Regions from separate parts of the Mus musculus genome. Here regions 1, 2 and 3 are each linked to region 4. A link is a contact called in public ChIA-PET and HiChIP or PLAC-seq data. All regions are on one chromosome and are shown on one strand. Each heading gives the region's core, a stretch centred on a gene start, on an enhancer-like site or on the middle of the called end of the contact. The rest is flanking DNA. Distances are from core to core; before and after follow the strand shown.

Region 1 (5,035 bases), core at 1,952-4,451, 510 kb before region 4:
GGAAGACATGACTAAGAAAGGCATGGCACTGTCTTGCCCGCCCTGGTGAGGGGTGGGTCCACGGCCACGAGTGTATCTTTGATGAAGAGAGATGGGGTTTACGTTTTTATATTCTATTTATTTTTTATTTATTTGCCGCGCGCGCGTGTGTGTGTGTGTGTGTGTGTGTGTGTATGATGCGTGTGGTGCATACATCCCACAGCATGAAACTCAGAGGACCTCCTGCCTCCATCTCTCAACTTCTGAGATTACATACGTTGTGGTCCACCATGCCTGGTTTATATGTTGGCGATCGAACCCAGGGCTTTCTGACTGCCAGGGAAGAGCTCAACCCACTGAGCTCCATCCTCAGACCATGGTCTGGTTCTGTTTGTTTGTTTTTGTTTTTACCTTTACCCACCTATGCTATCCCTTAGAGAGATACTTTCCTTGTGGGCGGCCAGTGGGTACCAGAGAAGCAGGGCTAGATAAAGTGGGGAGGGAATCTGTGTCCAACCCCTCTTTTTTCTCTGGCTGAGTGGCACCTGGCACTGTGACGCTCCTCTCCGTGCTCCCAGGATGACTTGGGTCTCCACCACTCTATTCTGCACTGTCTGTGTGTTGACGACCTGTCTAGGTGCTGACGTAGAACAACCAGAACACCTGAGATGGCACTCTCGGTGTGTCAACCCTCACATACACACAGCCAGGCAGACAAGAAAGCTGTCAGAGCAAACAGAAGCCCAGAGAGGGTAGGTACTGAGCTCAAATGTAAATGGCAGACGTAGTCTAGCCACATCTATCTTAGCATCCTCAAATATGAGCCTGAGGGTCTGGGTCATAAAAACAGAGATCTACTTATGTCCTCATGTGCTCCACATCTGTCTCCCAGATGGCTCAGAACACTGCTGGATGGATGGGATGATGCCGTGTAGATGTCATGGGTAGGGACTTCATCTTATTCACATCCCCCAAGCCCCCACTGATGCTTTAGAGGCTTTAGAGAAATGTTTCTGGAAAGGAGGCGCCTTTCGGGAGCCACTGAGATGGCTCAGTGGGTGAAGGGGGCTTGCCACCCAGCCTGACGACCTGGGTTCAGTTCCTGGAACCCACACAGTAGAGGAGAGAACTGATTCCTGCAAATTAACCTCTGATCTCCATCCATGTGCTGTGACACGAATGCTTTCATACATGTGCACACATATATACAATAAATCAAGATGAAAAGAGTATTAAGAAAAAAAAAAAGGAATGATCCATTGGGTGGAGATGTCCCCAGGGCTTGGTTTGGGATTGTTCATTATCTGCTCCACAAGACCTGGCTCAGTCACAGTGTACGTAGGCTCTGGGAACCAGTGCCAGGCCTTCAGCCAGGGGAGACGGGGAAGAATTCTCTACAGTCTGGGTTGCTGCCTCTGTGTAGACTGTGGGCACAAGGTAGTTACCTGGGAGGAAAGGATGAGAGAAAGATTGGAAACTAAGTAGCTCCTGGAGGTGAATAATTTCTTTGTATCCAAATGCAGGCAACAGAAACCAGAAACAGAGCGCCTGTGTGTGGCCTAGAGGAGTGCTCAGTGCGTCTTTAGTGAGTCATCACAGGAGGGACTCAAGGAGCTGAAGTTCCTTGAAGGAAGGCCCAGGCCATAATTTCTGTTGTCATTTTAGCCCTTAGCAATGGTCCAGAGCAGGATCTGATATGTTTGATAACTGACTCTCTGACAGAGCAAACAAATTAGCACTAAGGTGCATGATAGTGGACAGAAAGAGTAGTCATAGAAAATAGCCCGAAGCTCTGGCAGACCAGACCAGTGAGGCAGAGTTCAAGGCTGGACCCAGGAGCAGATGTCAGAGAAGTAAGACAAGCGCCTGGCTAAGACGCGGAGCTGGACTCCCACAATGCTTTGTAGAGGATCTTTTGGGACACCTGTGTTTATGGGTCACTTATATGTTCGAGTCTTTTCTGAGCTTTGTTTTTTGTTTTTTGTTTTTTAGGTTTTGTTTTTGTTTTTGTTTTTTGAGACACGGTTTCTCTAGGTAGCCTTGGCTGTCCTGGAACTCACTCTGTATACCAAGCTGGCCTTGGACTCAGAGATCCACCTGCTTCTGCCTCCTGAGTGCCAAGGTAAAGGCGTGCATCACCACTACCAGGCCTCTTCTGAGCTCTTTACCCAGATCGTGTCTTTATCTTTCCAGAAACACACAAAACATCTGTACCGTTCCCCCAGTGTTAAAGAAGACAGCCCAAAGCCAGGCGTGATGATGCACGCCTTTAATCCCAGCACTTGGGAGGCAGAGGCAGGCGAATTTCTGAGTTCGAGGCCAGCCTGGTCTACAGGGTCTACAGAGTGAGTTCCAGGACAGCCAGGGCTACACAGAGAAACCCTGTCTCGAAAACAAAAACAAAAACAAAAACAAAAACAAAAACAAAAACAAAAACAAAAACCAAACCAAACCAAACCAAAACAAAACAAAACAAAACAAAACAAAAGGCAGTCCAAGACACAGGTTGTGTGGACTGCCTGAGGTTACATAGAGCAAAAAGCAAGCACAGAGTTGTACTGGCTCTCTGGGAAGAGCAATAGCTACTCGCTGTGTGCAGTGTGCATAGGGAAACGGGCTTAGTGTTTGGGTCTTGCTCTGGATGAGTTCCCTCTTCTGGCTGCTTCATTTTTAAGACAAGGAACAGAAATTGAATATATCATCATCATCATCATCACCATCACATCGTCGTCATCGTCATTGTCGTTGTATATTCATACACAATGTCATGGTGATGCATGTAAGAAGGCAGAGGGAAAAATTCAAGAGTTGGTTCTCTGTTTCCATCCTGGGAGTTCTGGGGGTCAAACTCAGGTTGTCAGCCTGGGGCAGGCAAGCGCCTTTACCCATTGAGCCATCTCTGCATTTGCTATGCCGGGAGACTGAAGTCAGGGGGCTCTGCAAGTTGCTAAGGACGACCGACCGAACTCTGCTGATGGGAGGGATTTTCCTGCTCATCATCATGAATCAGCAGCAACCTCGCAGTGATCTGCAGCCTGATCATCCCCTGACCTGGCTCGTGGCCACTGACACGCCAGGCAGGGCCAAAGCCAAGGAACCCTTGTGCAAACAGACTTGGGCTAACTAGTCTTTGGGTCTGGCCTCCCCTTATCTCCCATTTCTATTTCTCTCTCCTAAGCCTTGACTCACCTCCAGCTCCATCTTTTCTTTCTTAATTGTTGCGACAGTCTCTCTTGTAGGCCTCCCAGCCTCTGGGCTTTCTCTCTCCCCACAGTGACTAACTCGCTTAACACATACATAAAGCAAAACTTGTAAATCAGTATTGCTCTCCTGCCCTTATGCCAAGCAGGGACTCTTTTTTTGGGAAAGGCCTGGATAAAGGGGTCCCTGGAAACACCTGTTTCCCAGCAGCTCCAGGGCTTTCTAGGCAGCCCCGGGGCTGCTTTTCCTGTACCAGGGAGTGTTTTTGTGTCTGGCATTTGCCCGAGCTGTTCCCTCTGCCTCCCAGGCATCCATCAGCACAGTGAGTGCCTCCTCATCCCTTTGACCCCTCGGGGTGGGGTGGGGGACAAAACACAAAACAAACAAACAAACAAAACCCCAGTATGAGTCCCTTTCCCGGGGTTACAAAAGTGATGTGTGTTCATTGTAAACAGGACAAACAGTATAGCATGCACTAGGGAATGACGGGACAAGGTTCCCTCCTCCCATCGCTTCAACAGCTGGAGACAACCGGCAGAGCGCCACTATTATAGCTGTGAACGGGCTTCTGTGCGTGGATACTCATACGCCTTTAAATACATGTAAATACACGCATAGTCACAAAAATTAGGGTCACCATGCTTCTTGGTAACTTGCTTTTTTTCCCCCCCTAAATGAAACATTTTGACATCTTTTCCTGTAGATTTACAAGGTAATTTTTCAGTCTTCAAAACACAATTCCAATCCCAGGGTTTGCTGTTCTGGAGGTGTCTCTGGGGTGCCCCTCCTCCCCAGATACTTCCCTCTGTGCCCTTCTACCAAAGAAATACCTTTTTTTTTAATTTACTTTTATTTTTGTTTATTTTTGTTTATTTTTTTCAACACAGGATTTCTCTGTGAAGCCCTGGATGTTCCTGAAACTAGCTCTTTAGACCAGGCTGGACTTGAACTCAGAAATCTGCCTACCTCTGCCTCCAAGTGCTGGGACTAAAGGTATGTGCCACCACTGTCTGGCTACTTTTTATTTTTAATTATTTTTTTGATCTTATATGTATGAATATTTTACCTGTGTGTGTTTATGTGCACCACATCTGTGCCTGGCGCCCTCAGTGGTCAGAAGAGAGTGTCAGATCCCCTGAAACTGCTGGGAACTGAGCACAGGTGCTTTAGAAGAGTAGCCAGTGCGTGCTTTTAATTACTGAGTTAACTCTCTAGGTCCTCTACCTTTGAAACTTTCCCCAGTAGTCAGATGGTTCTTTGATCTAAAAGGCAACTGTCTCAGATAGTATTACAAACCACGAATGGGGGAATAAAATATCAAAAGATGTAATCTGTAAACATAAGAAAGTAAAAGGGGAGGGATAGATAAGTGGAGGAAGAGAGTATGAGTATGCAGTTGAAGCTAAACTGATATTATGAAAACAAACTTGTTACAAATTAGGGTAATTGAAACTCCAGGGTAACCATTAAGAAAACAAGTTAAAAATATAAAAAGAGCTGGGCAGTGGTGGGGCACGCCTTTAATCCCAGCACTTGGGGGGCAGAGGCAGGCGGATTTCTGAGTTAGAGGCCAGCCTAGTCTACAGAGTGAGTTCCAGGACAGCCAGGGCGATACAGTGAAACCCTGTCTTGAAAACAAACAAACAAACAAAAAACTTACCTCATCCTCTGTGTTTTATTATAGCCACAGAAATTGCATTGAAACAACTATGAGCCAATCAGAACAGACAAATAGAGAGCACTCCACTGGACAGCCACAAAACAAACATTCTTCTTATGCGTGTGTGTGCACCATTCTCCAGGAAGCTTCCTATACCGGACCAGAAGGTACATCTTACCTTTCAAACACATTAAC
Region 2 (4,595 bases), core at 891-3,390, 770 kb before region 4:
ACACACGCATAAAATAAAAACAAATGAGTTTTTGTTTGTTTGGTTGGTTGATTTTTCGAGACAGGGTTTCTCTGTGTAGCTCTGATTGTCCTAGAACTCACTCTATAGACCTGGCTGGCCTCAAATTTAGAGAGCCACCTGTCTCTGTGTTCCATGTGCTAGGATCAAAGGTGTGAGCCACCACGGCCTGGCTAAAAACAAATTAAGTTTTTAAAAAGGAAAATAAATGTAGGCCGGGTGTGGTGGCACACGCCTTTAATTCCAGCACTTGGGAGGCAGAGGCAGGCAGATTTCTGAGTTTGAGGCCAGCCTGGTCTACAGAGTGAGTTCCAGGACAGCCAGGGTTACACAGAGAAACCCTGTCTCAAAAAACCAAATAAATAAATAAATGTAGAGCTTTTTATTGAGACCCAAGGGGAATCTTCACAATTACCTATGGAAGTACTTCTCTTCAGGGAGATCTTCATGTGAGTGGATATTGTGTATCCATGCCTCATCAATAAAGAAAAATGTTCTTCCCCTTGGAGGGGTTTAAGCCATGAATAAGAATTTGAATTCTCAGCCGGGTGTGGTGGCGCACGCCTTTAATCCCAGCACTTGGGAAGCAGAGGCTGGCGAATTTCTGAGTTCAAGGCTAGCCTGGTCTACAGAGTGAGTTCCAGGACAGCCAGGGCTACACAGAGAAACCCTGTCTTGAAAAACAAAAAACAACAAAAAAAAAGATTTTGAATTCATTTCTCTCCCTGTACCTTCTGTCTCTGTTGTCTAATATGTCATTTATCTGTGTACTGTGTGTATGATTAATAAGGGATATATATATATCAGAAAACATGGCATGTGAAAGGAATAAGGACTTTCTTCTAGAAATATTTTTAAATAAATTTAAACAGATTGAATACACAGTAGGGAAACAAGACAGGTACATAATTTTAAATGTCTCAAATCTTTAATTTGGTTTCAAGGTCTTCAGTTTCTGAAGGCAAATATTTTGGGGGGAAAAAAACCCAAACTATTCCCACAACACTGAACACTCTCATGAAGTCAGTACCAATATACACCTTGCAAACATAAAGCTAAAATGAAACTAATCTCATCGCGCTGCTAAAATTGGTGGGTCAGGGTCCGAACCAACATCTATCTGGATAACCAAAAGTTTCCGTTCTTCCCATCACTCTGAAATATTTAGGAATGACTAAGCAAAGCACGTGACCTGAACACTTTTTTTTTAAAGTTTATATGTATGTGTGTGCAGGTGCTTACAGAGACCAAGAAGGCCTTGGATCCCTGGAGCTGGAGCCTTCTTACACGGGTGCTGGAAATCAAATCCAGGTCCTGTGCAAGAGCAGGAAGCACTCTTCTTAATCTTTGAGCCACAGCTTTAGACATAAACATTTTAAGGCCTTGACATAAACATTTTAAATTATACAAATTTCACAATACTTGGGTTGGTATTATCATCTCAATCGAAAAAAAAAAAAGCCAAAAAAAAAAAAAACAAAAAACAAAAAACCAAGGCTCAAGTAAGTTGGATACTTTCAAGATCTTGTAGCCTTAGGATACAGGAATAGCCTTTTGTCCTCAAGCATTCCTCAGCGTGGCAGGCATGTTTGGATTTCCAGCTCTTTAAACGCTGTGCATTTGTCAACTAGTATGCAATAGGTAAGCGAGAGCGAGCGCTCCACGTGCCAGGGTCTTAATGAATTTGCACAAGGACAGGACTGGGTGGGTCACTGCGCAAGCCAAAAGACAGAAACGTGCGCAAACACCATCGCGCTCCCGGGACAGCTCCCCGAGGCAGAGCTGTACGCACGCGCAGAGGCTGGCACGCGTTAGAGCATCCTTACCCCCATGGGCGAAAATAACCAAAAACTGCGAACAGCACCCGTTAACAGGTCTTCCTGCCTCTAGAGGGCCCTAGCATCGTGGCGCAGCACCCTGACCTGGCAGCGCGTCCTTTCTCACCCACAAACACTTGAGATATTAAAACAGCTCAAAGGCGCTTAGGTTTCCAAGTGCGGGAGACAGGAGGGTGAACGTAAGTACCAGGATCTAGAAACTGGCCTGCCCCGGGGACAGCGACTTCCTCTCCAGCCCCGGAAGTACCTCAAGAATGGGCGGGCTCTAGCTCGAAGCGGAAGCAAGGGGCGGTCCCGCCTAGGGGGCGGGGATTCAGCGGGGGACTCAGTCCCCGAGCCTTGTCACTCTTGGCTTCCGCCCGGGTGAGGTGTCTATGGAGGGGCTCCTGGCCCAGCTGTGTGGCACGGACGCGGCGCGGCCGCTCCCGCTGTGGGAAGGGGACACGACGGGCCACTGCTTCACCCAGCTGGTGCTCAGCGCCCTTCCCCACGCGCTCCTCGCCGTCCTCAGTGCCTGCCACTTGGGCACCCCAAGGTGAGACTGCAACGAGGCACCAACTCACATCGCTCCCAGATGTCCCTGGGATTGCGAGGTCTCTGTAGGGCAGAAGCAGAATAAAAGCTGACTGTTCGCACTCAGTTGAGCAAGCCACCTACCTTCTCGGAGTCTCCGCAGTTTTGAGCGGGTTCAATGACACAAGGCGTTTAAACACCGAGTGCGGCGCCTGTCATATCCTTAAAGTTGCCAATGCATCTCTCTTGCAGAGTTTTAAATGTCCTAGTGGAGCTGCCATGAATTGGAGGCAAACTTAGATAAACGTTTTAGCAAAAAAAAAAAAAAAAAAAAAAAAAAAGGATGCTTGTATAGGGCCAGTGGCACGCCACTTCCATCCAGCAAGCCCTGCTATCCCTAGGCTAAAAGCCCATGTAGACTCTGCTGGAGAGAAGCTGTAGGAAGAAGAGTAACGAAATCAAAATCTTAGAACTAACTTGGCTTTGTGTTGTGAGGTGTTGGTGCTACACTCGCCTTGATTTTATATTTAGTTCTTGGATGGCCAAGTTAAGTCCTTCTGTCCCTTTTGCAGAATGAAGCAAAAGCCTAGAAGAGGTTAGTACAGACACCCACAGCAAGCCTGCTCAGGTCAGGCATGTGAAGCCTTTAATCCCAACTCTTGGGAGACAGAGGCAGGTGGATGGATGCCTGTGAGTCCAAGGCCAGCCTGGTCTACAAAGTGAGTTCCAGGCCAGGCAGGGCTAATAAGAGAGCGCCTGTCAAAAAAAAAAAAAAAAAAAAAAAGGGGTGGTCTAGTCTAAGCTTTTCTAGAGGCAGAGGGATCTCAGCTTGGGCCACATGAGAGGGAACAAAAGGAACTAAAGTGTCTAGTTTATAGATAAACATTTTTTAGGACTGCAAAGAGCTTAACAGACTCAGTTGAGTTGTTTTGTGTTGTTGAAATAGGGTGTCATTCTGTATGCCCGGCCTAGAACTCAAGGAGATCTGCCTGCTCCTGCCTTCTAAGTACTGGGATTAAAGAAATATGGCTCCAGCCTCACCCTCTGCTTTTTTGATCAGTTGGTTGATTGATTTTGCCCAACTGTATGACTGTGCACCACTTGGGTGCAATGCCTGAGGAGGCCAGAGGGGAGGGCATCAGATCCCCTGGAATTGGAGTTTCAGACAGCCATGAGCTGCCATGTGAGTGCTGGGAACTGAACCCTTGGTCCTCTGTAAGAGCAGCCAGTGCTCTTAACTGCCCGGCTGTCTCTCTAGCCCCAATTTCATTCTTTTTAAAAATACTGGAAGAGTTTTATGCATAAGAGTGTTCGACAGCAATTATTCATATGTGCTACATGCATGTCGGGTAAAAGATGGCATTGGGTGCCCTGGAACTAGTGTTACAGAGGACAGTGAGCTATCATATGGGTGCTCGGAACTGACCTCAGATCCTCTGCAAGAACATCTCTACCAACCCAGTTTTCTTTTATGTGAACTTGGAAATGCATTCTGATAGTCACTGCTATAACTTTTTTCTCTTTGATTTTTTTTTTTTTTGTAAGACAAAGCTTTGCTATGTAGCCTTGGAAATCTTTTGCATCTCCACCCTACCTGGTCCTGGGATGACAAGTCTGTACCGTCACGACTGACCCTGTGTTTGATTCTCTTTGAGGGGAGAAGGGTGTTGAGATGAGGTATTAAATAGCCCAAATTTGGCTTGAGTTTATGGCCCTCCTGACCCAGCTCCCAACTGCTGATGTTACAGGTGTACTCCACCACACCCAGCCTATATTTGAGATATTTGAGGGTTCCCCCCTCCCCGCCCAGGATCTTACTATATAGCACTGGCTGGCCTAGACCTTGCTAAGTAGACCAGGCTGACCTTGAACTCACAGAGTTCAAACTGACCACTTGCTTCTGCCTCACTAGTGCTGTGATTAAAGGCTGTTTCCATTGTTCAAGTGTATTGTGTGTGTGTGTCCACAAATGCCTGTGGAGTTCAGAAGAGGATAGAGGAGCCTCTGGAGCTGGAGTTGTAGGCAGTTGTGAGCTTTCTGACATGGCTGCTAGGAACTGAACTCAGCTGTCCTTGAGCAGCGAGTGCTCTTAACTACTGAGCCATCTCTCCAGCCCCTGTGTTTGTTTTTTTTTCCCAGACAGGATTTCTCTGTGTAGCCAGACTATTCCTGGAACTCACTCTGTAGACCAGGCTGGAATCAAACTCAAAGATCCACCTGCCTCTG
Region 3 (4,448 bases), core at 1,883-4,382, 740 kb before region 4:
CCAGCCACTGTGGCAGATGCACTGCCAGGGCTGGTGGCAGGTACCGTGCTGGCAGCCAGGCATCCTCACACAGCGCTCACAGTGCAGCCCCTCCCAGCCTGGGTCACACCTGGTGGAGAAAGCACAGGATCAGGGCGCGAGCGTGTGTGTGTGTGTGTGTGTGTGCAGGAACATGTGTGTCTGTGTGGATGTAAGGTAGAACCAGAGCTTATGTGTGTGTGTGTATGTGTGTGTGCACGAACGTGTGTGTCTGTGCATGTGTAAGGTAGAACCAGAGCTTCTGTGTGTGTGTGTGTGTGTGTGTGTGTGTGTGTGTGTGTGTGTAGGAACATGTGTGTCTGTGCATGTGTAAGGTAGAACCAGAGCTTCTGTGTGTGTGTGTGTGTGTGTGTGTGTGCACGAACGTGTGTGTCTGTGCATGTGTAAGGTAGAACCAGAGCTTCTGTGTGTGTGTGTGTGTGTGTGCACGAACGTGTGTGTCTGTGCATGTGTAAGGTAGAACCAGAGCTTGTGTGTGTGTGTGTGTGTGTGTGTGTGTGTGCCTGTGTAAGGTAAAACCAGAGCCTCTAGAAACTGGTAGGATATACAACAGCCGCGAAGGAAAAGCAGATCAACCCCAGGTAGGTGCAGGGCTGGGCAGATGGACATGTAAGCAGTCAGACAGACTACAGCATTCAAGTTTAGTACCTGGTTGTCTAGCCTTTGATAATCTCTTTTCTCACCTGAACACTGAAAAAAAAATGCCTCCCTTCAAGAGTATTTTTTTAAAGATTTATTTATTTATTATATGTAAGTACAGTGTAGCTGTCTTCAGACATACCAGAAAAGGGTATCAGATCTCATTATGGATGGTTGTAAGCCACCATGTGGTTGCTGGGAATTGAACTCAGAACCTTCGGAAGAGCAGTCAGTGCTCTTAACCGCTGAGCCATCTCTCCAGCCCCCGCCCCCCCTTTTTTTTGAGTATTCTTAAATAAAACAATGTCTGTAATTCTGGTGCCATTCCTGGAATGTCTGGTTGTGCACATTGGAAAGAGTGACCTTCTTCCCTTCAGACTCCGGAATGAGTGGCTGGGTTGTTTTGTTGTGAGGCAGGTGTTCTGTTTGTCTCAAGTAGACAAGGCTAGCTTGGAATCCTGATCTTTCTAGCATCACTTCGCAGTCGCTAAAATCACAGGTATGGGCCACCATACCAGCTCTATGATTTTTTGTTGTATTGTTTTTCGAGGCAAGGTTCCTCTGTATAGACTTGGCAATCCTAGAACTCTCACTCTGTAGACCAGGCTGGCCTCAAACTCAGAGATTGCTTTGCCTCTGCCTCCCAAGCGCTGGGATTAAAGGCGTGCGCCACCACCGCCCGGCCAGCTTAATTTTTATAAGCCCACTGAGGATGTCTAGTCTCAAGTACCCCAGCTCCATGCCAAGTATCTGCCCTCGCCAGCTCCCTTCTCATGTCCAAACCCTTCTCTGCCCCAGAATTTGCCCAGTCTGCCGAGGTGAGTCAATGATGGAATTCTCCAAGAAGCAGACCCCTCCCCCTACAGTCCCCCTCCCCCTGCAGCTCCCCTTCCCCGGGTCACCTCTCCCTGGAGCCCTCTCCCCTTGCAGCTATTCTCTCTCTGCAGCCCCCCTCCCCCTGTAGCCCCCTCCCCTGCAGCCCCCTCTTCCTACAGCCCTCCCTCCCCCTGGAGCTACCCTACCCCTGCAGCCCTTCTCTTCCGTTTCCTCTTTACTGTGGCTCTCAGTCCCTAAACTCTCAAGCTTCAGATGACTCTATGGCATCTTGAGGGACAGAAGCCCTTGAGAGAATAAAGAGTTGGTTATTCAAGCTCTTAAAGTAAGAAGCAAAAAGAGATACGGGGAGAGGAGAGGAGGGGAGGGGAGGGGACTGGTCATCCTGTTATGTATAAACAAACAAACACACACACACACACACACAATAGGGTCTTAAGCGCCTAGATACTGTTGCGGGTTTTTGACATGCTCTCGGTGTAAAGGACCAAAAAGTGGGGAGGAAAGGATTTGAGGCACGTGTGCCGCTTAAGTACCTGCAGGAGCCGTCAGGAGCGCAGCAGCCGTGGGCCAGGTCACAGTGGGAGCTGCAGTCATCCGCTGAAAGAGATTGGTGTAGTGGGTGTGAGTCTGGGTCCGAGTCTGACTTCCCAGGCGCGGGACTTGGCAGAGGTTTCAGTAGTCAGATGGACTCATGGGCACGGACGAGCGTCCCATTCCAAAGAGAGCACTTATAGATCTCTCCCTATGGAACGGAGCGGTTGCAGTGCCGTCTCTAGCCAGCAGAGGTCAACGTGCCAGCGAGGACGGCTGAGGAGAGCCGGGACCCAATCCCTGGGGCAGGCTCACCTCTGGCAGGCTGGCTGGTTGCCCCCAGGATGCACAGCAGGCACACGAGATTTAGGCAGCGGCAGCCGCTGGGCATGGTCAGTTCCGGCCTCAGGAGGGACGGACGGATGAACGGCCAGACGTGTAGACACCTGTGGGATGGCACGGGCTGGGAAGCGGCTTGACGCGGAGATAGCGGCACTGATACTGGTTCCAAGTGACAGGAGCAGGAGAAGGAGAGGGACTCCCCGGGTGGGGAGTGGAAGGGCGGGCGAGAGAAAGGGTTGAGCAGGCGAAGGGACTGGAGGCAGGAACCCACTAGCCAGGTCTGCGGGAAAGAGGCCAAAGGATGGGCAGCAGCGAGCGTGGCCACCGCGCGGGAACAGCCAGAGCTGCGATCGCGATCCAGGTGGAGGGGTCAATAGAGATGGGGACAAGCGCGGAAAGGCGAGCGCGACGGGACGTGGGGGCTGGGGCGTGGGGAGGAGCGGCTCCCAGTTCCTAGATGCAAGAGATCTCCTCCCGGGTCCTCCGACATCCACCCACCTAGGCCTGGCTCTCACAGCCCCCCAACCCCGCTCGCTCCGCCTCGCTTCGGCCTGAGGTCCCCACCGAGGGACCGCGTCCTCCTAGCTTCTCACCTCCGGCTGGGAGGCGACGCGTCCCCGGGGCGCAGAGTCAAACCGGATCCGACGGACTGGGCCGGGGGGCGGGAGGGGGGCCGCCCCTAGCTGGCCGCGGGGCTCGGCACCGAAGTAGCTGCCATGCCAGCCGAGCACTCGGGAATCTGGGGCTGCAGGCGACCCCGAGCGGCGGCAGCGGCTCCTCGCGCGCGCTCGGCCCCCTGCCAGGGGCGGCGTGTGCCGGCGGAGCCCGCCTCTCCCCTCCCGCCGCCGCGGCCCGCCCCGCACCGACTGCGCCCCGCGCCCACCCCCGCTGCGCACGGCCACACCTCGCGCTGCCACTCGGCCCTGGCACCCCCCAGCGCTCTTCGCCCCTCCCTTCGCGGCCCCCAGCCCCCTTGCTTCGCTTTCTTCCTCCGAAATTAGAAAATCAAAGGAGCTGAACTGGGCATACACCGTAAAGCGCGGGCCGAAGGTGCGCGCCCTGCTGTCTTCCCATTTTCTTGCCCACCCCACCTCAACCGCTCGCCCCACTCTGCCCCTCACCCACGCCCGACTCTGCACGCCCCTGTCTACCGCGCATCGTGATTTTCATTAGCCTTTCCCGGCTCTCCTGTTTTAGCCCGAGCACACTGAAGCCATGCTTGCTGCCACCTTCCTCCTGTCACCAGCCCACGCCTCCCCGGCTTGCAGAGCCTTCGTCACTGGCTTCGTAGGTCAGCGCCTGCTCTCTGTGGGCTTCTTTCTTTCTTCGCTACCTCTTTCAGGATGGACCATATCTACATAAATACCATCCCAGCGTACCCGCTGTTCTTTCCTCCCATCTGCTCCCAGTTTTCACAGCCCGTTCCTTTCCAAGCCCACCTTTGGGTAGCCTGCCTAGATCATACACTGCCTATTGGTGTTGCCCCACAAGTTCCTGCCACTGAACATCCCCACATCCGTTCACAGCTCCACATCTCGGAATGAGAGTTTTGTATTGAGAGAGGGTGGGGAGAATTGCCCTTGTAGGTCTCTTTACCCCTCAGAGCCAATGAGTCAAAAAAACCCAAAGAAGATAAAGACCCCAATATGTGTATTTGTTGGTGTTTGGTGTTTGGTTGGGTAACTGTGCAGAGGGGAAGGCTGCCCACAGTCTCTAGGTCTTCCTATGGAACTTCCTATCTTTAAGTTGGAAGGTGACTTCCTTAACTGCACAGACTGGCTTCTTGCTGCAGAGACTCGAGGGACAGGGCAGTGCCCACCGCCTACACCTGACAACACCCACGCCCAATCTCAGCTCAATAGCTGACTTCCTCTTGCCCCCCCCAGGGGGGGCACTCTCTGGGTTTGAGTCACCGAGTGGGCTTCTAGCGTTCATTTCTTTTGTTCTAAGTTGGGTTGTTGTTTTCTTTTAGCAAAAATTGCAAACCCAGAGCATCAACAATTCGTGTAGAAAATGTAAGGCTGGTATGCTAGCACAACATGACTAGTAAGTCACCTTTT
Region 4 (4,401 bases), core at 1,471-3,970:
CATCGACCTCTTAACTAGCTACCCACAACCAAGCAGGTGCAGGAAGTGAGAGTTTGGGCCAGGAAGTGAGGGGTTGATACAGGAAGCCAGGATTCTGGAGATGGGAGCTCCAAGCTCGGATGGCTGGACCCGTGGAGAGCCTTGGCTGGGGGTGGAACCTGTGGGCAGGGTGCTGACAGGACAAGGGCCTTCCTGTCCACCGTGCCCACACCCAGCTCCCTTCTGCCCCCAGGGCCCTGCCAGGCCAGCTGCAGCTCAAAGCTAAACCGAAAGCTGCCGGAGAAACACAGAGGGGGTTTCCAGGGCTGAGCTACCCACCTCCCCACAACAGGGAGGACAGGAGGAGGCCGATGTGGGGTTCCCCCAGCGACTCAATGTCACACACTCCAAGGAGCCAGCATGGCATTTGGAACTGCTGCCTTACCCACTAGTCAAGCGGGCCATTCCACACAAGCCATCATATGGGGTCTGGTCACAAACCCTCTCCTAGGTACAGCTCCAAGGGGGAGTTTGGTGCAGTGCAGAAAATGGGTTTGATGGGGCGGGGGTGGGGGGGCGTGATGGGAGTTGTAAGTTAGGGCCAACAGGGCAGTTGGGATGGGAAGTTCCAGTCTTGGGGTTTCCCCACATCAGGTGGGGAAAATGAAAGCCAGGGTTAAATGGTCTAGACCTGGACAGCTGCCTTGGGGGCAACTTGGCTAAAGGCCTGTCTGGGCTAGGGAGGGGGATACTTAGGCAGGAGGGGGGGGGCAAACTTTTGCTGTAGGCAGGCAGTAGAGGAGGCCAGGAGAGAGTGACGGAGGGAGGGAGGAACCACTGTGGAAATCCCCTCGGCCAGGGCCTGCTCTCTGGGTCACATTCCTGCAGCCACCTCCCTCTCTCCCTCAGTCTCCCCTCCTCCTGCCCACTTCCTTTTCCCACTTCCATACTTCCCACAGTCCAGCCACCTCCAAAGGAGGGAAGATGTCTGCTGGGGGCTGGGGGGGAGGGGGCTGATGCTTCTCCAGACACACTGGATCTGTCTCTAAGCAGAGTGTGTCAAGGCTGCATGCAGCACAGGGGCTAACCGTGGAGGGCGCGGTGGCCCGAGAAGCTGTGCACAGAGCTCCCAGAACTCTGAGGTCCTGGCCTAAGGGTTGTGACTGGCGCCTGAAATACAAAAGGCCTCTCTCCTGCTCACAGGATGGAGACTATCTTTGCTAGTACCCAACCAAGACCCCTACATCTCCAACAAGCAGGTCAGGACAGGTACCCCCTGCATCCCAGCGTCTCTCTCATCTAGCTAGCACTCCAGCTGCCCCTGCTCTAACACCCACAAAGCCCAGTCACCTCTTCTGCACTTGACACCTACACACTTGATAGCCTCACAGTCCAGCTGCACCTGATTCCAGCTGGACCTAAGGGAGAAAAGGGAGATCAAGAGATGGGACAGCAAGAAGAATTTGGGGAGCTCAGGAGGTAACTGTTGGGGAGGCTGAGGCCAAGCCATTACTTCCCTTTTCTCAGCAGAGGAGGAAGTGAGCTGGGGCAGCCAGCTGCCTATCCTGTTTGTTGGGGGCAAAAATTCTCAGTCTAGTCCCTCTTTTGGAACCACTTTCAAATGGGCATCCAGGTAGCACCGTTAATCCAGGCTTCCTGAGCTCAGATGACAACCTGTAATCCTGGTGTAGTCTTTTTTCCCCCCTCTGGTTAGGGTGTTCTGAAGTTAGGCATTGGTATCCCAAATATTGAGCAAACAGGGACATTCCTTCCCCCAACAAGAAAAACAAAAACTGAATTGGTTGCGGGGGAATTCCTCTTCCCAGGAGTGGGTCACTAGTAGATTTTCAAGACTGTGGCTGGTGTTCTAGGTTACAAGGGCACTGCTATCCTGTCCACTCCCAAAAGAGGTGATGATGTCTGGTTTTTGGTCTGAACCTGGCTACAGCTTAAAAGCAAGTTGCAAGTTAAGTTTGGAGTTTGGAGAAGGAGGCTGGCCCTTCCAGGGCAGGTGCTGTGAGGGTCTATCCTCTCGGGTGATGAAGTGGTGGTGGTAGCCCAGCCAGTTGCAGCTCGGAGGGGGGCTCTAACTGAACATCTTATCTCAGCCTAGCCAGTTTACTCACGTGTCTCCATCCTCAGAGATGTATGTGAGCGCCTCGAGTTGCTGAGGGCTCAGCACCCCCGCGGGGGGCAGCGGCGATCCTGGGGCGGGAGGGCTTGGATCCTTGGCTTCGGGTCTCTCCAGTAAGGGGAAGGATTCAGTGAGAGAGGAGGAGGCATAAGTGGAGTCCGCTCGCTCTCCATCCGCATCTTCTTTCTCTGGTTCCTTGTGGGTCTCCGGAGCATGTCTCCAAGGCTGTGGGCAGCCGCTTTGGGATGATCCGGAGCCTGGGGCCGCAGTAGGTTCAGGCAGGGAGCGTAGAGAGCGCAGCGACTCTATGCCAGAGTCACACTGGCTATCATCCGCCTCGTCCGGCCCCTTCCGCGCATCCGACATGCCGGCCGCGCCAGCCCGGGGTCCAGGGTCCAGCGGGATCTAACTCTGAGGTGTGCAAAAGCGAGCTTTTCCGGGTTTGTGTGACCGCCTAACAGAACCAGAGTCACTCTCCGAGCGGCTTCATTACCTGCCTGTGCAGGCGCGGGGAGCGGATGAGAAAAGCGAGAGGTCCAGGGCGCCGGCCAGGTCCACCGCAGCGGGTGCTTTGGGCAGCTGAACGGTCCCTAGTTAGGTCTTCTCTGTCGCCCCGCCCCCGGACCCAAGAAGTGGCCCGCAGCCACTGCCACGCCCACAGCCCCGCCCTCAAAGGAGCTTCCGGGTAGAGCCCCGCCCCTCCGGAATCCCCCTGTTTGCTGCTTGCGTAGGCAGGGAGTCTCTGGTTACCAGTCTTGACTCACTCCTGCGTGGATTGTTTCGCCCATTCATTCATTCACTCATTCTTCCCCTTCCCTTTTATTTCATTCACTAATTCCGTGCATTTGTTTGTTCCTTCTTTTTAGTTCCGTGGTGTCTTCATTCATTTATTCATTCAATTGTTTAAAAAGTGTATTTTTAAAAAACTTTTCTGCATAAACCGGCTACTTTGTGGGGAGTTTGTGTAGGTTGGTGGTGGTGGTGGGGTGTCTTAGCGTTTCTATTGCTGCAATGAAATACCCTGACCAAAAAGCAAATTGGGGAGAGAAGGTTTTATTCGGCTTATACTTCAAGATCATAATCCATTATCAAAGGAAGTCAGGACAAAACTGAAACAGGACATGATCCTGGAGGGAGAAGCTGATGCAGAGGCCATGGGGAGCGTCTTGCACACTGGCTTGCTCCCCATGGCTTGCTCAGCCTGCTTTCTTATAGAACCCAGGAATACCAGCCCAGGGATGGCATCATGCACAATGGGATGGGGTGGGCCTTCCCCATCAGTCACTAATTAAGAAAGAGGCTTACAGCTGGATCTTATGGAGGCATTTTAACCGAGGTTCCCTCTTTTCAGATGACGCTGGCTCCCATCAAGTTGCCTGACTAGCCAGCACAGATGGGGAAGGGGTGGTGATGGTGGCTCTGCTTGCTATCCTCTGCCTATTTTTTTCTCAACTTCTCTTGCCTTTTCACTTATTTTCAATCAGTGCTCAGGGGGATTGGTAAGAGAGAGTGCATCTATTATCTTCAGGGGAGCAGCTTTTCCCTGGGAAACCTTCATAGACAGTTCTGGGTCAACTCCCCTGATGATAGACTTGGCAGGAGGATGTGATCTGGGGAAGTGGGTTTTCTAGGGAGGACTTATCTCACAAGCCTTGGTGGTCATGGGGTTTCTTCTTCCTTGCAGGGTGTGCACTGGCCTTTGGTAGGTACAGGAGATGGCTGCCCCCAGCAGTCAAAGAAGTTTAGTTCCTCACAGTGGAGCCAGGGTGGGGAGGCCCCTGACACTACTGAAGTTTCCACCCTAGCCCTGAAGTCTTTCCCCTCCCTTCTTGCTTTTCTTCAACATGACTAGGGTTTGAGAGAACACCACCCACAGGCGATCCCTGAGATGGAGCATCTTGCTGCTCTTTTCTTGGGGCTAGCAATGCCCTTAGAAGACCATTGCCAACCATAGGAACAGCTTCATTGCATCCTTGGTACTGGGGGATGGGGGAGCTAGCAGAGATAGCTATTATGAGCCATTCTCTTCTGCCTCCCCCCCCAAAAAAACCTTATTTTCTTCATCCATTCACTCGTTTGCAAACATATGGAGCCACTCTTGAAAATGACCCAGGTTCAATTCCCAACATCCACAGGTGGGCTAACAACCATCTGAGATCTAATATGATGCCCTTTTCTGACCTCCACAGACACTAGATATGAACAGATGCAGGCAAGACACTTATACACATAAAATAAAAATAAAAAATAAATAACTCTTATTTATTTACCTTAGTTTGTCAAGACAG

Evidence for each region. ChIA-PET counts read pairs in DNA pulled down with a chosen protein or histone mark. HiChIP or PLAC-seq counts read pairs in DNA pulled down with a chosen protein or histone mark.
Region 1: a contact with region 4 is called in a FOXA1 HiChIP or PLAC-seq map of pancreatic cancer cells. The contact joins the enhancer-like site here to the promoter of Nfkbie in region 4. A contact is called at or near these places in 5 of 39 promoter capture datasets (the SN4741 cell line, cranial neural crest, liver and 1 more) and 2 of 115 datasets of contacts at active chromatin or transcription factors (bone marrow-derived dendritic cells and pancreatic cancer cells).
Region 2: an RNA polymerase II ChIA-PET map of memory CD8 T cells shows a contact between it and region 4, with 10 read pairs. The contact joins the promoter of Abcc10 here to the promoter of Nfkbie in region 4. A contact is called at or near these places in 8 of 39 promoter capture datasets (the HPC-7 cell line, cranial neural crest, fetal liver and 4 more), 1 of 484 Hi-C or Micro-C datasets (B cells) and 3 of 115 datasets of contacts at active chromatin or transcription factors (large pre-B cells, memory CD8 T cells and pancreatic cancer cells).
Region 3: a FOXA1 HiChIP or PLAC-seq map of pancreatic cancer cells shows a contact between it and region 4. The contact joins the promoter of Dlk2 here to the promoter of Nfkbie in region 4. A contact is called at or near these places in 2 of 39 promoter capture datasets (the 3T3-L1 cell line and liver) and 3 of 115 datasets of contacts at active chromatin or transcription factors (bone marrow-derived macrophages, large pre-B cells and pancreatic cancer cells).

What each region holds. Positions count from the first base shown.
Region 1 is chr17:46,068,262-46,073,296 of GRCm38.p6, reverse strand. No RefSeq gene overlaps it. Among named protein-coding and RNA genes, the nearest start is that of Vegfa, 38 kb to the right of the region's middle. Within about 2 kb of position 3,201, at least 47 of the 459 cell types and tissues checked have an H3K27ac peak or open chromatin away from gene starts, as enhancers often do. A contact at or near this core is called in pancreatic cancer cells, where this site is marked.
Region 2 is chr17:46,325,568-46,330,162 of GRCm38.p6, reverse strand. It overlaps Abcc10 (ATP-binding cassette, sub-family C (CFTR/MRP), member 10), which reads left to right and starts at 2,140. Exons shown (of 21, transcript NM_170680.2): 1 at 2,140-2,391. The coding sequence starts at 2,231.
Region 3 is chr17:46,296,612-46,301,059 of GRCm38.p6, reverse strand. Dlk2 (delta like non-canonical Notch ligand 2) reads right to left here and starts at 3,132. Exons shown (of 6, transcript NM_001286013.1): 1 at 2,982-3,132; 2 at 2,362-2,492; 3 at 2,049-2,112; 4 at 1-109. The coding sequence starts at 2,437. It overlaps Gm41588 (a long non-coding RNA gene), which reads right to left and starts at 2,042. Exons shown (of 2, transcript XR_876844.1): 1 at 1,701-2,042; 2 at 970-1,617.
Region 4 is chr17:45,554,019-45,558,419 of GRCm38.p6, reverse strand. It overlaps Nfkbie (nuclear factor of kappa light polypeptide gene enhancer in B cells inhibitor, epsilon), which reads right to left and starts at 2,720. Exons shown (of 6, transcript NM_008690.4): 1 at 2,106-2,720. The coding sequence starts at 2,479.